Regions from separate parts of the Rattus norvegicus genome. Here region 1 is linked to region 2. Evidence: chromatin contacts called from public Hi-C data. All regions are on one chromosome and are shown on one strand. The core of a region is the stretch at or near the end of the contact, and the rest is flanking DNA. Distances in the headings are between cores, read along the strand shown. Region 1 holds the start of Mgll (monoglyceride lipase). Region 2 has its middle 44 kb from the start of Mgll.

What was found. A called contact is a pair of places that touch in the nucleus more often than the background predicts.
Region 1: a Hi-C map of liver shows a contact between it and region 2, with 5 times the contacts expected there. The contact joins the promoter of Mgll here to the enhancer-like site in region 2. A contact is called at or near these places in 2 of 12 Hi-C or Micro-C datasets (kidney and liver).

Annotation. Positions count from the first base shown.
Region 1 is chr4:122,746,077-122,751,992 of GRCr8, forward strand. Mgll (monoglyceride lipase) reads left to right here and starts at 3,360. Exons shown (of 8, transcript NM_138502.3): 1 at 3,360-3,490; 2 at 4,577-4,721. The coding sequence starts at 4,597.
Region 2 is chr4:122,702,788-122,708,592 of GRCr8, forward strand. No RefSeq gene overlaps it. Among named protein-coding and RNA genes, the nearest start is that of Mgll, 44 kb to the right of the region's middle. Within about 2 kb of position 1,509, at least 2 of the 93 cell types and tissues checked have an H3K27ac peak or open chromatin away from gene starts, as enhancers often do. A contact at or near this core is called in liver, where this site is marked.

The DNA of each region.
Region 1 (5,916 bases), core at 2,110-4,609, 45 kb after region 2:
GAGGGTGGAGAGACGGCTCAGCAGTTAAGAGTACTGGGCCCTCGTGTAGAGGACCCTCTCTGATTTGGCTTCTCTACCATATGGCAGTTCACAACCAGCCAAATACAACCACAGGTCCAGGAGATCTAATGCCCCTCTCTGACCTCCTACTGGGGCTCAAGCGGTACATACGTGTGGTACACATTACATACACTCAGGCACATGTACATATATGTGCAATAAAAATATTTTAAGCATTATTTTTATGGCGACAACAGTGGAAATGTAAACAGATCCAGCTGCTTTGGGAAACATTTGGCAGCTGTTTAGAAAACTAAGCAAGCGATTTCCTTTTCCTTTCTTGTTATTTGGGACAAGGTCTGGCTCTGAGAACAAGGTTGATCTTGAACCGAAGGTAATCCTAACAGCCCTGCATGCAGGATTCACTGTGCCTGGCCAGTGTTCGTAGTGGCTTTATCCAGAATTAGTTGCAAACTGGAAACCACGCACACGAACTGGCCTTCTCCAGGTGAACTGTTCGGTACTGTGGTGCATCTAAGCTTGAAACCTGGATAATCCAGATTGTGATCGATGAGAAAAGCACTAAAGGTTAAAAACACATCTACCTCCCGATTCCACTTACAAAATAACCTGGGAGGACAACACTTTAGAAAGAGAGAACAAAGTCAAGACTGCTGGAGGCGGTAAGGAGAGAGGGAAAGAAAGGGAAGGGGATGTGCCTCTGGAGGGTGCTATGAGAGGTCTCGGTGGATGGAAATACCCTGTCTTGATTGTATAGATCCAATGTTATGCTGGGCATGGTGGCACAGATCTTTGCTCCCTGCACTTGGAGGGCAGAGGCAGGTGGATATCTATGAGTCCCAAGCCATCCAGAGCTACAGAGTAGGACCCTGTCTCAAAACATAAATAAAATAAAAAGTAAATCCAATATCATTATGATCTCGCTCCGTAGGCTTGTAGGATGTTGCCATTAGAGGCAACTGGCTTAGTCTCTCCCTTCTTCTCCAGGGCTCTCACTGTGATGGGTAAGGAAATCTCCATTTTGTTCTGGGCACCCATTCTGAATTCCTAAGAGATAAGCTTCAGCAACGCTGACTCCTTGCCCCCCTCCCCAAAATTGAACAACTGCCATGAGATAATTCGCTGCTCACTCTGGCTTCTGTAAACCCATTTATCGTTGTGTACTAGGGAGTGGGACAGCTCCTTTATGGCTGTATGCAGAGATGGACAGAGCCTCACAGCTGAGAGGAGTAAAAGCAGTTTCTCACTTGGCTACACACTGCACACAAATGCAATGGTTACAGTGCCCACCTCTGCAAGCCCTTCCTCCAGCCACTCCTATTTGGCGCGTCTTCAACTTGGTTTTTAGGCTGTCGGCCTGCTCACAGTAACTAAGAAATTTCATTTAATTATAATTTGGTTCAAATCTATGGTCTTTCCCCAGTGTATTCAAACTCCCCTATTGCTCAGGATGGCACAGAACTCATGGCCTCTAGTGACGGCTTATCTCATACCCTGAACAGCCAGACTACAGGAGTACCACACCACAACGGGCTCTAATCTCTTAACTCTCTCTGATCAAGGGGAACATCTTTAGATTCGGGAGAGGCTCTGTTGACAGCTCCAGGAAACTTTCTTCTCAAAACTTTCAAACTATTGAAAGTCAAACACTCAAACACCGGCGCTAGGAATATTCAAAACAGTGGCTTCAAGACCCAGCCACCCTTGCTCTCAGTAAACCACAGTTGAAGTGAGTAGTAATGACATTGTTAAGGCCCAGTCCAGCTTTGAGACCAGGCTCCCAGCCCTTCCCCTGAGCTCACTGCTTCTAATCCTGGCCAGCCAGAAAATACAAAAACAACTCCAAAATGTCATTTAGCCACTCCTTTTGTGTCCAAGCCCCCTGGAGACCCGCCTAAGGCAGGAAGTTGAGCTAGGTCCCTAGCATGGCCTGCAACCAGTCTGTCTCTCAGAGAGCCTCCTTTTCACTGTTCAAGTAGTTAGATTGGAACCTCACCTCAGCCACACCACCACTGCTCTGGAAAGTCTGTGGAGATGGGTATGGGTCAGGGTCATCCTCCTGTCCCCCTGCAGCTGTCACTCACGGGTGACAGGCATAGGACACAGTGGACAGGCTGTAAATTTAGTGCTGGATTCTGGACTCCACAGTCACATACCTGCTGTGCTGGTGGGACCTGGACCCTGGAGCACCTAGGGGAAGTGGTTTCATGCAGTGTTTGTTTGTGTGTGCAGTGTGTGCGCGAGTGTGTGCGTGTGTGTTTGCAGTGTGTCTGCTTCCTTTTCGGGGCTCTAAGCACTTGTGTGTGAATGTCATGCGTCTTTAGCTGTGTAGTGTGTTGTTTACCTCTGTTATGAACAAAAACATAGGAAAAGGAGCTGCCTCTGACTGAAAGGAATCTGTGTTTGTAGAGATTAACTGGCTGATTAAAGTTTCAGTACTTTGGAGAGGTTGGAATGTTCCAGGTCCAGAGGCAAATTACTTTATCTTGGGCTACATTCTGGCCCTCAGGAACAGCCATTTCTTCCTTAACCCCTCTTTGTTGGAACTAACATCTTGTGGCAATAAACACCCGTTTAGAACCTATTGATTTAACAGGGCAATTAGCTTCTACAAATACAACAGTTGACAATGCTATCAGATAGCACGCTGGTGCGCCCACCAACGTATTTTAAACTTGCCTTGATATATGGCTTTATCTGTTCTGTAAAACTATAAAAACTTCCCGAAACTGCTTTCTAATCGGGACATGGAATCAGGGGTAACTTAAGTCTGTGTTCCTAGCTCACGGTCACTCAAAATGGCTCCAGAATATATAATCTTTTTTCCTTTAAGATGAGAGCTGTGGTTTCTGCGCTGACACTCCGTGTGTGGTGTGTTGTTTTCATCTGTGTGCATGGTGTCTAGGGAGTGTGCATCCATGCTGTGTGTCTGTATTCATGTAGTTACTGTGACAGTCATGTGTACTCCCGTGTGTAGCTTGTATCTGGGGAAGGGTCCTCAGGATGTGTCCTTGGGGGGGGGTGCCCACACCTGTGCTATCTGAATGCCGGTCTCACACGTGTGCAGCTGTAAACATGTGCAAGCAGTACTTATGAGCGTGTGTTTCTGTTCCGGGTACCTGTGAGAGGTCTGTGTTCTCAACTGTGCACATTGGCTGGAAGAGCCCCCTTCGGTTCACTGCCCTGTGAAGGTCCCCCACGCGGCCAGGAAAAGCGCCAGGCAGGTCGGCGGGCGGCGCCCCGCTCCTCCCCGGGGGCCGGGCACACGTGGGCCCCCGGCGCCGCCTCCCCGCGCGTCCCCACCCAGCGGGCCGCCCCCGCCGCCCGAGCGGCTGGGGATAAAGTGGTGGCGCAGACGCCGCGCCCTATCGCTGCGCAGCCGGCCGCGCGCAGTAGTCTGGCTCTAGCCCGCAGCAGACCCGGACCCGCGTGGTGCTCGGGGAACGTGACAGCGGCGCTCGTGGCCCGGGTAACTGCCTCCCGCCCCTGCCTCAGGATAGGAGCCGCCGCCAGGGGTCCCCTGCGCGGGTGTGCGTGCGCACGAGTGTGCGCGCGTGTCAGCGTGTGCGCGGGAACGCGCCCCTCGCGCCCTCGCACCAACCCCCAAACAGACTTGTGCCCGTCAACTGCATCTTCCCAGACCGGTGTGGGAACAACGGCCAGGTCCACGTCCTGTGTGGCGTGCTGATGACAGCCCTGAGGCTTCCTTCCCCAAACGGTCGCGGGCGGGCAGGAGGCAAAGTTTGTCGGAGAATCGGGGTGACTTTGCTCGGGGACCCGCATCTGCGCGAATGCGCGGTGCCGCGGAGCGCGTCTCGCAGCAGCTCTGGGCTAGGGACCGGCTGTCCCTCGCTCCTGGAACCCCTTCAGGGGTGTGTTCTGGAAAAGTGGCGACATGAACTAGAGCTGGAGCAGCAGGAGGGAGCAGCTCGCACCCCTGCAGCCCAGGCGGGGAGGGCGCGGACCCGGTGGTGCTGCCCTGCGGCCGCGATGAGGGAACAGCCCTCGTTTGCCTGGCGCTGATACTCGAGGCTGTGGCGGTAGTGGAATGCAAAAGCCAAGACTAATGGAAACAGGTTTGTCATGGCATCTTTGGCGTTCAGAAGGGAGAAATCGCTTGGGGCCTGTCACCTACTTATTATGCCCCCTGAAACCCACTCAGTGGAGATTTTAGGCGAGATGGGTCCGTGCAGCTGGGGCTTTGTACCCACGGAACTGACTGTAATTTCCGCTTGATTACAGCTAAAATAGTCCTTAAGATGAAGTTTCCTGAGATGATTTAAAATAAACACAGATGGAAGGGGGGCTATACTAAGGTACTTTTAAAAAAAATTAAGTGAGCATTTTCTTAAGGACAAACAAGACTTTTTAGTCTTAGAGGGGTTTGCAAAGAGCTGTATGTAATTTTTAAAATGTATATAAAAATTGGGGTTTGTTTGTTAACTGCGTAGAAAAGAAGCCACAGCCACAGTCCTGACACTAAAAAGGCTTTCTTTCCTCCCGTATGGACATAAGTGTATTTCTGACTTTAGAATATGTCCACCTTTCTTCCAAGGGCCCAAAGACCCCTGCAGGATGCCTGAGGCAAGTTCACCCAGGCGAACTCCACAGAACGTCCCCTACCAGGACCTTCCTCACCTGGTCAATGCGGATGGACAGTACCTCTTTTGTAGGTACTGGAAGCCCAGTGGCACACCCAAGTAAGTCCTCTCCCTCTGCTCCTCCTTCAAGGCACCTCCTCCTCCTCCTCCTCGGTCATCATGGGTCCATCCTTCCTGTGACCTGCCTCTCATGCCACTGACACACCTGGCACAGTGGTGTTAGCAGAGTTGAGAGCTGTACTTTATGGTTTTCTTAACAATGAGGGCCCAAGAGTTCTCTTTTCACTACAACTAGGATAGGAGTCCACTGTCTGGCAATTTTCAGAGTCATATGACTTTTTTTTTTTTTTTGTATCAGAATTGATTTCCCGTTGCAAGCCTTCATTTAAAAGCAAACCCAACAATTACCAAAAAGAAAAAAGAAAAAAAAATCCAGTGAATGCATAAGAAAACTAAAATTATTTGTGCCTGTATCTGTCTTTTAACCTTTACTGACTGCTCCTGCTTAGTTCTGAGCTTCAGAAGTGACACCCAGCTAGCTGGGAGGACAGGGGTCTGGTGTCTCCTCCTGGTTTGTCGCCAGCTCCGTCACCCTGTCCCTTTCCAACTTTAGAAACAGACTGGGGCTGTGCACAGCCATGCAGCTGCTCCCTCACCACCCCGTTCCTCCTGGGTGAAGCAGGAAAAGCCCTGCTTGTTTGTCTTAATCAGGGAAGAGAGTCTCTGTAGCCTTAGCCTGGTGACCCATCACTGTTTCCTGTTCTTTATTTCAGGTTAAGTCTACCTGTTCCATCAGCCTCTTGTCTCCCAAGGGGGTCCTGGTGGGTGTGTATTGTGCTCCCACCGTGACTCTGGGGTTAGCCAGTTGAGTAGACATCTCAACCAGGCACGTGGAATCCCAGGTAGATTCCTACTAGCAACGCAGAGGGCGCGACTTTAATACCCGTAGCTTCTGTGCGCTATCTCCTGTGTGTTTTCAAAGTGGGTAGTGGTGCAAAGGCTGGTTGGTATGTGTTCCTGCCAGTCCTTGGAGGAAAGTGTGCTGGGGTGTGCAAGTGTGCAGGTGTGCAGAGTGTGTCCTCATTAATCATTAATTCTCCCTGAGTCAACCAATACCATCACCGAGCATTCTTTCTACTTTCTAACAAGTTCTATAGTGAACAGTTTAGTCCCTCTAGGAGGGGACTAGGGACTGAAACTCCACTGTTCATGTCCAGCCCCGGCCTTTGCTGGCTTTGTTGGTAGAGTAGTGACAGTGCCCCAGTTCACAGTAAAACACAGAGGGCCCGCAGTC
Region 2 (5,805 bases), core at 259-2,758:
TGTCAGATGCAGAGGTTACTGACATTTTCAGATAGTTGGACATCACAGCACACCATGTGATGGACAGGCTCCCCACAGAGTTCACCTGGCTTGGGTTTCACACCTGCTGTACACATCTGGCTGTAAAGTTGATCTCCAACCTCCCTGCCCCTTGCAACTCTCTTTTCACTTGCTAAGATCCCCAACCCTCCTCATTTTGTAGCTTCTGTTCCTACCAATCCAGCCTGGGCACCAAGGTCTAGCTTTTAAAATGTCAAATGGCCACCCAGGCATTGTGCTGAAGGAGTTTTAAACTGCCTGTCTACCTTCCAGCTGCTTCTGCAGGAGAGACAAGGAACATTCTTGTCCTCTGGTCTGAAGAGTGAAAGGGGAGTATAAATATGCAGCTTTGGAGGGAAAGAAGGGAAATTCTTCAGAATGAAAAATGTGCTCGTCTCTACTAGACACTAGAAGGGACAATTGAGGGCTCTTGGCTACGTGGAGAAAAACAACACAAAGGCCAGAGGAGCAGGACACATCCCTGGAACCAGAGGAACAGGACACATCCCTGGAAAGGGGAGTCCATTAGTGTTAGTCACAAAATGAAAGTTTGGAAAACAGCAGTGTTCAGACCCCTGACAAAAGCTGACCCCTCAACCCCCAAACAGGCTCAGTGCTGTCCTACGTAGCTCAAAGCCCTCAAGCCTCAGATTGACAAGAAGCAAAGGAGCAGAGACAACAAATTGGAGCATATGGCTGTCACCATGAACATGTGCAAACTGCAGAGAAAGAACTGGAGGCTGAGGGTGTAGCTCAGGGGTGGAGCACTGGACACACACATAGACAGACACACACAGACACACACACACAGACAGACACACACACAGACACACACACACACACACAGACAGACACACACACAGACACACACGCAGACACACACATACAGACAGACACACACACAGACAGACACACACACAGACAGACACACACAGACACACACATACATATAGACACACACACAGACACACACAGAGACAGACACACACACAGACAGACACACACACAGACAGACACACACACAGACACACACATACAGACAGACACACACACAGACACACACACAGACAGACACACACACAGACACACACACAGACACACACACACAGACACACACACAGACAGCAGACACACACACAGACATACACACACACAGACAGCCACACACACAGACATACACTCACAGACACACACACAGACACACACACAGACGCACACACACAGACAGCAGACACACACACAGACACACACACACAGACACACACACAGACACACACTCACAGACACACACATAGACACACACACACACAGAGACACACACATGCACAACACAAGAGAGAGACAGACAGAGAGACAGAGAGTAAGACGGTATGCAAATGCAGGTCCACATCAGCAGAGATGTACACAGAACTGCATGGAACGGTCTGGAGGAAAATGGAACCCAAAGGGCAGAAGAGAACTTCCAAGCATGTTGTGCAATGTGGAATGAACTCAGTGGATCTGGCTGCATTCTGACGTGATGACACTAAGGTTCTGGCAGTGCTACCGTTATGATCAGTTCTTATCAATAACCTAGGCACATATAAACCAGGCACGTTTGACTGGCGATCTGACTTCTGATGCAGAGGGAAGCCAGACCCAATTCCAGAGGAAAGCTATGAGGCGAAGGTGAAGGAGTACATACGCGATAACCGTGAGCCAGTACAAGGGTGGGCAGAGTCCTTCTGGTAGCACTCACAGCACTGACCGTGCACAGATGGAGAGGGGTAAAGAACAGTTCGTGTAAGGCACACACACGTGCTCCGGAGATTTACACAGAGAAATCAACCTTTCTGCCTGCTGGGTTGTGGAGGTTCTCCAGGCATTAGTGCGTAAAAGCAAGTATTTCCTGAGGGCTCCTGGTTTTGTGCATGCTTACTACTGAACTGCATCCCCAGACCCCTTCTGACTTTTTGAGACAGGGTCTCACTAAGTTGCCCAGGGTGGCTTGAACTCATGATTGTCTTACCTCAGTCTCCTGAGGACTTGGGATCACAGGCCTGTGCCACCAGGCCTTGTCCTAGGTGAGGTCCAAGAGAATTAGGGAGTTCAAACGGAAAGGAAACTGGATATTGATTATGATGAAGACGCACAAGACATACTGCATATGGTGCTTCTTATTAAAAAAAACTTGACCATAAATAGAACCGATGATGAGATTTAACTTTCTTTTTAAATTTAGCAATGTAGAAAATGTGGTCCAAACACCAGTGTTGTGTAATATAAACAGAAACGTTGAAGTCATATAAACACAGACCCAAAACCAGGCAACTAGGGAAAAATGTTTATGAAACTAAATGTAAATGTTAAAATACTTGACAGAGTGAAAACTTAGACTACAGCTAACACATGCTTCTCGAGGTAATAGAAATACAAACTAAACACAGCAGGGAAGATCCGCGATACAGACTTGGGACATGCAGACAAAACCTGTAACAAGTCAATTCTCAGTTTTATAACCTTAGAGAAATCTTTTAGGACCAACATATGATTAAAAACCATTTTTCTTAAGTTCAGCAATTCTCCAATTTCACACGTTTTTATTTTGCTCTTAAAATCAGGTACTAAAAACCAAATTAAATGCAAACCCTTCTATTTCATTGTGTATATTATCTTCAGAGGTATAATAACACCCGCTCGGGGTATAAAACTTTTCTTCTTTGATGGGGTGTTTCGGAGGTTTGACTTTTGCTTTAATTTAAAGTAAGTTTAACTGTATTTTGTTTTTCACTTTATGAGAATTTTTTTTATTTAAAAAGACTTTAATAATATTTTGAGAGAGCCATAGAGAAGAGAGGTGACTCTGTGGACACAGACAGCAGCCATAGCAGCCACAGGACAGAGGCTTGTTTCACGGGAACAGTGTGGCCACTATGTCCTGACTCTGTGAGGGCATGTTAAGTACAGTGTAATAAATCCATGGAGCTATTGAATAAATTCTGATAGATAAAAAGACTAGGTGTTTGGAAAATAAGCTAAAATATTGTCTCATAAATCTTTAAATTTTTAAGAGATTTAAAAGGAAAAAAGAAAAAAATTAAGCAGTTTTTGATAATGGAAGAAGTTTATATTAACTTAGATGAAAATTAAAATGATAAGATTAAGTACTTGAGGGGCTGGAGAAATGGCTCAATGGCTCTGGCCAGTCTCCAGGCAACCTGTGCTCAGTTCCCAGCACTCACAGGGCACTCATGATCAGACCCCAGGGGACCTGACACACTCTCCGGCCTCCAAGGGAATGTGCGTGCATGTGGTGCACATAGAGATAAGCAGGCATACACACATAAACACGAATAAAAAAAAGCTGCAGAAATGATTGACTATTGGAGATTTTAAATGCAGTTACAAACATTGTTAGCCACTTTAACAAGTGCTAGGAAGCAACCGTTGGTCTCTGCATGAGCAGAAAATGCCCTCGACCTCTGAGCCATTTCTCCAGTTCTCCAGCCTCTGAGGATGTGTTTTCTTCGTGCACATTCCACATGTATTAGGTGAAAAATAACAGAAAGCCACTATTTTTCTTCTTTTTTGGACTAAGTTCCTTCACAGACCAGGCGAAAAAGATCCTCATCCCTAAACTGGAAGGAAGCTGTTTATCTGACCTCGCAGAAATCAAGATTAGCGAGAGAACAGCCAAAGTTCAGAACAGGCCAGTGTCAGATCTTGAAGTCCTAAGTTAACTGAGCAGCTACTTTCCCCACCCCCCCACCCCCCACCCCCACTACAAGGAAAGTCACATTGAGGCAATCAGGTCTTTAGCTCTTTGTTTCTTCCTTCCCAGCCTTCCTTTGTAAAAACTAACCTTTGTTCAGACCCAGAACAACTATCTGCCCTGAGCAATAAGAACTGTCCAATCCTGAATTGGAAACAAAGCCGGTTACTCTCCTCAAACTAAACTCCTATAACTCCGTCCCTTTGAGCCCCTTGTTATTTTACTACTGCTGTTTTGATATTTATAAAAATGTTACTATGCTTTTCTTGTTGTGTGTGTGGGGTTGGGGAAAGAAGGGACAGAGGGAAGAACCGGGAAGAGAACAGAGCAGGAGAGGGTCAAACTATTACCATTTTTATCCCTTCACTTGTAATTGTGAATGAGACTAGCCTATGCAAATATAAAACAAATACCTTTTCTCCTGATGGTCAAGTGATTCTTTTAGAAGGGAAAAACCTCCCCCTCCCCCACTCCCTGAGGTAGTGATTTCCCTCTGTTTTGTGGTGAACGTAGACTAGAAGCTTAGAAGACAAACAGTAGCTTGGTGTGTGGTAGAAGCTGAATGGATACCAGAATAAACGCTCCCATTAAGGGATCCTGCCAGTGACCCCACTGGACCACAGAGGCTAAGACAGAACACTTGTAACCAAAATTTTGCTTCTAGGAAGTGATCAGATAAAACATATTCCTCAACATGAGGCTAAAGAATGGGAGAAATTGACACTTGAAATTCAGTTTCCAGGACTTAGCTCAGTAGATGCTGTAAGTTCAACCTCCTGCACAATAAAATAAAATGAAAACTAACAGAAAAAAAACCCCACAGCTCCCTGCTCTGGGACCTACAGACCCAGTGTGAAGAACCTGCAGCTCCAGTGGGCCTAGCACCTCTGCCCACATTGCTGATGAATCTCCACTCTTCTGCAGGATTCGTTTCCTCTCTCTCTCTCTCTCTCTCTCTCTCTCTCTCTCTCTCTCTCTCTCTCTCATTGTGTGTGTGTCTCTGTCTCTGTCTCTTTGTCTCTCTCTCTGTCTGTCTGTCTCTGTATCTCTGTCTGTCGGTCTCTCTGTATCTGTCTCTCTGTCTGTCTCTGTCTGTCTCTCTCTGTCTTTCTCTGTCTCTCTGTCTCTCTATCTGTCTCCCTCTCTCTGTGTCTCTGTCTCTCTCTGTCTCTGTCTCTCTTTCTCTGTCTTTTTGTCCCCCGCCCCCCGACTCTGTTTCTCCTGGCTCACACGTAGCTGGCACGCTTAGCTCTGGTCCCCTTTTGTCAGTTTATTTACTTTGTTATTACAACTCCTGAGCAGAGGTTTAAATATAGAAGATATGTGTTATTTGAGTCCTTGTGACTTTAGAAACACCTTCCTTGTGCAGTCACATAGTATGACATGTGATTGGGTCTTAAGCCCTAGGACTTTGAAACCTTGCTCCCTTGTCTTAAAGGTTCTGGTGATCTGACACCTTTACTTCCTGTGTTCCAAGTTCATTTTTTTTTCTTTGTCTTATCTTTGGACATTATCCTATCTTACAGGTCTGACCTTTTACCAGAATATGTCTGCAAGTGATCTTTCAGAGAAAAAAAAAGTTAATCCTGCTTGTCCCTTGGGCTCTTTTAGATGAAGATTTGGTCATGAGATCCCTGAGCAGAGGGAACATTGCTGCCACATTCTGAGGCCAGGGGTCAGTAGGCTATCAGAAAGGGGAGGATTTTGGACAGTATTTGGGGTTTTGTCTATTGTAGACACTCTATTGTGGTTTGAAAGCAGCCATCACAAGACATGAGCAGAGGACTGTGCCTTTGTCTCTGTAAAACTTTAGTTCCGTGTAGCCAGACTTTGACTGCTTTGTGTGTTCTTTTTTCTTCTACTCTCTTCCACCCCTTTTCTTCCACTGTTTCAACCCACTAACACTAGCTAAGAGAGAAAAAAAAAGCAGAAGGGCAAGGGGGTGACGGTATAGCTAAGACTACTTGTTGTCAGAGGCATTGAGTTTCTTGGGGCAAGTTTGATCTTGGCCATCA